Linked DNA regions of Bicyclus anynana: region 2 is linked to region 1. A link is a contact called in public Hi-C data. All regions are on one chromosome and are shown on one strand. The core of a region is the stretch at or near the end of the contact, and the rest is flanking DNA. Distances in the headings are between cores, read along the strand shown. Region 1 overlaps LOC112052511. Region 2 holds the start of LOC112052511.

Region 1 (2,771 bases), core at 194-2,693:
AGCATAGAATAATATTAGATTGGTGGTTTCTGAAGTTCCAAATCAAATATCCGTCTTACTGTGTTTGTCTCGCAAACAAGCTATAAGATTTTTTTTACATCGACTAACATTTTTGTTCACTGAAACAGTTTTTAACCCCTGACGCAAAAAGAGGGGTGTTATGAGTTTCACGTGTATGTCTATCTGTCTATCAGTCTGTCTGGCACCATAGCTCCCGTACGTTTGAAGCGATTTCTATTTCGTTTGTATGAAATATGACTTAGGTAGGTATATGCCATATGCGAGTTTTTAGACATGTTTGATGAAAATCGGTTGAGCCGTTTAAAAGTTCTGGGAGGTGAAATTGGGCAAGAATAACTGAATGTCTGTTACTCGAGTGCGGTCTCAATTGATAGCGCACTGAAAGAGAATATTCATTGAGAGTGTACCTAACTAATAATTTCAGTTTTATGTTATTTAGAATCTCAAAATCTTTTTTTTTTGTTTGTTTCAGGTTGCTATTAACGAAGTGACTGGAAGGCTGAACGAGGACAGAGGTAATTACAATTATATCTATAAAATGTTTTAAAATAGTGCGATCTCGCTAAAAATAAATTATACTAACTACGTAGATGTCGTACATATTCGAATATACGTCTGACTTTAATAGGTTTGGACTATTATGTATTATGTGCATACATGAGTAACTAAATAATAGTCTTTTGTGTATTGTACTCATTATATCAAGTTTTATATTGTATTGTAACTCTAGTAGATATATCACATAATCATATGAACTGTATTATGTATAGGTTCATGAGTAGGTAACTAAAATTAGCCGTTTCATCATTATCAACATTTATTCGGCTCACTACTGAGGTCGAGCCTCCTCTCAGAATGAGAGGGGTTAGGCTAATAGTCCACCACGCTGGCCCAATGAGGATTGGCAGTCATATACGCAGAGAATTAAGAAAATTCTCTGGTATGCAGGTTTCCTCACGATGTTTTTCCGTCACCGTTTGAGACACGTGACATTAATTTCTTAAAATGCACACAACTGAAAAGTTGAAGGTGACTACCCCGGACCGGATTCGAATCCATATTTATTATTTACCCTCCGGAATCGAAGGTTGCATGAATCACTCCTCTAAAATTAGTCGTTTAATATTAAACTTAGTATTTATATATATATATATATATATATATAGTATTAAAATTAGTATTTATTGTAAAAAAATCTGAAACTTTTAAATCAAGATTCCTTCAAAATTACTTGCTAACTGTGCCTAGGTAGGTACGTCAGTTATAATTATAACAATCTTACTGTTAGATTGTAACATACTGCTATCTATATCTTGAAAAGGGAGCTTATAGCAAATTACAAGGCTTTACAGAACAGTGTAAAACTTCGAGATGTCGCTATCTGACGAAACGGGGTTACGAAATGTCGAACGTTCACAGACCCGGTACAGTTGTGGCCAACCACATGTCCTATACAGCCTGCAGTAGCACGGATCCATGCAAATTCCAACCCTCAGTTAAATTAATAGAGTTGATAATCACGTGACTGTTTTGCTTGTATTCTCAAATATTGTCTTATCGTGCGTTATGTCACATGATGCGGCGACAATCAATTTTGATCCGTATTTGTATTGTCATAAGGCTCTATTCGATAGATTAACACTCGTTTAATTATTGGAGAGTCATTGCGAATACATGACGCGATGCTGTGGTCGTGTGGTGAACTGATACGGCCGTGAGAGGACAAATCAAGTACTATATACCTGTACTTTTCCTCAATACATTGCATTTGTATCATATTTACCATCGATCGTAGATCGTTAGATGGGCCTCAAAGCGTCGCGGAATTGTCATTGGTCTCGCACATTGAGTACGTCATCACTCGTAACACATTTCTCTTTAATTATGTTGTGGCTTGTGTTTTTACACTTTTAAAATGAACACGAAGGCATAAGGGATTAAAATTATAAAAAAACAGTAAATATTTTTTTAAGTCCACGTCCACTCACAGCATGCGTTTGTTACGTACTAAGATAAGATGTGCGAGCACGTCTTTGGGTAATGACATAAAATTGTGCGTTCTTTAGTATGGAGGGGCCCATCTAATGATTTATATCGATGATATTTACTACCTACTCGTACTTGTCTACTTTCTTAGGTCGATTTGCGACCCTTGCCTCTGAGTCTTATCTAAATACCGTACTGCTCTATGTGTAAAGACCTACCTCAAAGCCATTTAACGTTCCGGTACGACGGCCGCGTATACACAAGCTAGGTGTTTGGGTTACCCGTATAGTTAGCTATATGTAGGTAGGTAAGTATAATATAATGTATTGTGTACTTCGTATTTTTAAAATATCAAGTATTAATATAAGGTATTAGTATAAGGTCATAGATTTATAACACATAGATAGTATACAGTCGTCGCAGGAATCGTAAAGCATTTTATGTGCCCCGAAATAGGAGCCCTTGATGCATCGCTACGCTAGAATAAGTACGCCTGTGTGCGTGTCGGCGAGTGAAGTTATAGCTTGGCAAGTTCGTTGATGACACTCCCATGATATGCGGGCGACGGGGGGAAGGACTGCGCGGGTGCGAGTTGTGCGAGCGGGGCATCGCAACCTCCCTCCCGGCCCCCGCGGACCATCAGGAGTGTTACGAACGAATTTGACAAGCTATAGCTTAACTCTTACGCTCACATAGTCACACAACTTACTCCTCCAAATGAAATAAAATTGTTAGGTTTTGCGGGTCTATAGGTTATTAGTCTA
Region 2 (2,771 bases), core at 133-2,632, 61 kb before region 1:
TGCTCTTGATCTTGATTCTGTCTTCCTAATATGTCATATACTTAACACGCAGCCAATGTGTCAACGCAAGTCAATTATAGGGTCAGCTCCATTTCCCAGGGAAACAAACACCAATCAGATTTCTTGCCATCATGCCGACTAGCCGACCTGATGGCTCTTTATGGTGGCAAGAGACCTTTTTATTGTAAAGTTTAAAGAACCATTCCGAAGTAGCCTACCGACAGTCCTTTGTCCTTGATAGCCCAGAGGATAAGACCACTGCCTTCGATTGGGAGGGCGTAGCCAAATCCGGTCAGGGCATGCAACATGCTACTTTCAGATACCTATGTGTAATTTAAACTCTGTACGTATGTGAAGTCTGCTAATCCGCATTGGGCCAGCGTGGTGGACTATTAGTTAAACACGAGAGGGTTACTCTCGTGTTTAACAGTAAGCCGAATATAGGTTGTTAATGATAATGATGATGAGGTATACCGAATTATATGTTTTCAATTTCTGTCTAGTACATTTCATACACTTCACGTTTAACGTTTTAAAGTCCCACTCCAAACACACACACCTTCTAAAGCAATGCTGTTTATAGGTTGTGTGGGTATCTAAAGATTTCCACTTCTTTCAGCCTTATCATTGTAACATAAAGCCCATAAAAATATTATCTGAGGCATAAGACAGAAAATATTATAGGCCAAAAAAGAGCGCAGCGCCATCTTTCTGCGGCCCAGTGAAGCTGCCATCAAGACTACGTTGCCTCAGTGTACACTACGTTGTCAAGAGGGAAATCACGTAGAGGATCGTGCTGCGTCATTTACTAGATTGTTTACACAACCATCACAAGATGGCGCTAATTAACCGACACAACGTATTTGAAAATAAAGTGTATTATTTTAAATTGTGTTTACTTTACTTTTACTGATATTAATTTTTAAACCATAGAGATTATTTTTTTTAATACAACTTTCTGTTCTGAAATATAGTACTTTAGTTAATTATAATTTACAACTTTGAAAACTTATTTACGCTGACTCACCTAAAATAATTTCCTTTTAGAAAATTCGGAAAACCTAAATATAAACGACGAATTATATATATTTTTTGGAAAATTGAAGAGCTGTTTGTAATAATGTGATGTAATTATTAAAAATGCATCTTCACTTGAGTATTAAACTTTTTTAAGACAAACTATCAGCAGACATGACATTGTTAAGCGCACCGGTGATGTAGGTTGCTGCACCACAGGTATATGATACGGCGTTGATAATTTAACACCTTTCTCATTCCATCGCATGACCGAAGTACGTCCACAAGAAAGGGACACAAAATGAGGTACCGCGTCACTGAGCAAACAAGGCATAGCCTTCCGAGTCTCTGAGTAACATTCGACGGGTTGGAAGTTGGAACGAACCGAACCGGCGCCATTACCCTCGACGTATCCGTACGAACGTGACTGTGTCTACTTTTCGCTTGTGTTTTTTCTTCATCGATCGTGTTAGAACATCTTTACTGCGCAGTGTAAGGTAAGGAAGTTTGTTTTATACATTGTATTGGATGCAGTGCATCAGTTTTCGCGGAGTGTGTGCAAAAAAGTTGTTATTCGTGGGCAAAAGGAGCTTTCTCACTTATTTATGCAAAGAATTTAACCGAAGGCGGTGTGTGCATAAAGTGTCGGACTCGGAGGTTTGAAGGCAAGGCGCGGCGAGCGGCACTGCCTTCATTTTCATCGCCCGCGCAGTATGTCGCATCCATGAAAGTGCTCAATTTACAATTTCGTTGTTTTCCCTACGTATGAATCTCGTTCTGTTTTGTGAATCAGAGGTGTACCTTTTTTGTGTCACGTGGTGTTTTCTTTCTGGCAAACAATGGTTGACGCGATACGGTACATTAATACGGTTCGTCCTTTGTGCGCCGTTTTACCTATTTTGCCTTTTAAAACTCCTTGCGTCGGCGCACGGGTCTGTCGACTTAGGTAATCCTCGTCGAGGTTGAGTGCCTTATCTCGTTCTATACCTTTATTGTGAATGTACAGTGTAAACTAATACTTATTGCACACAGTGATCATATGTGTAAAGTCACGTTTATTACATTTTATACAATGGATTAATGTGCGCACTATTATTTATATGTAGGTAGTTTTAAAATGTCTCTTTTTGTAATATCTTTGTGAAATTGATTGATCACCTTTTGTGTTTGGTTTACAACATAATATTAATAGATAAAAATGTTCTTTTCAAGCTGATACTAACGCTATACCTACCTATCTATAGTCATTAACCTTAATTGTCATCAATTGACGAGTAGTGGGGTTTACAGCAGCACTTATAAGCACCTATATAAAAATACTTCCATTATATTAATAACTGTATCTTTAGAGAACTTCCTAATCTTGTCTGCTGTCCATAATATGTTGACTAACATTGAAGTCTTTACAGTTTAAATGCATTGTCATTTCTGTACTTTATGGTACTTTATAGCGAGTGTTGTTTTTTTTTTAATATTTATTAAAGCAAGTTCAATTCGGTCTATATGACTTCGTTAGGAAATATTTTTATACGTAGAAACATATATTATATTAAACATTAAATTCTAAACCTACCTACAAAATGGAAACGAATATTGTTTTTCCTCATACTTCAAAAGTCAGGCCCTACCTACCTGCTAATTTTACCTAGTAGTGATTTATGCCATTCTTCTTCTTCTTCTTCTTGATGTCGCGACTCTGCAGGTCTCTTGAGGTCCTGTATCACGTTGACCGTTACCGATCTATTGTGATCGCC

Evidence for each region. A called contact is a pair of places that touch in the nucleus more often than the background predicts.
Region 2: a contact with region 1 is called in a Hi-C map of whole body, with 3 times the contacts expected there. The contact joins the promoter of LOC112052511 here to the enhancer-like site in region 1. A contact is called at or near these places in 2 of 2 Hi-C or Micro-C datasets (whole body and whole larva).

The regions. Positions count from the first base shown.
Region 1 is chr1:6,667,468-6,670,238 of ilBicAnyn1.1, reverse strand. LOC112052511 reads left to right here. Exons shown (of 3, transcript XM_024091624.2): 2 at 494-536. Among protein-coding and RNA genes, the nearest start is that of LOC112052512, 22 kb to the right of the region's middle. Within about 2 kb of position 1,443, at least 7 of the 8 cell types and tissues checked have open chromatin away from gene starts, as enhancers often do.
Region 2 is chr1:6,728,459-6,731,229 of ilBicAnyn1.1, reverse strand. LOC112052511 reads left to right here and starts at 1,382. Exons shown (of 3, transcript XM_024091624.2): 1 at 1,382-1,514.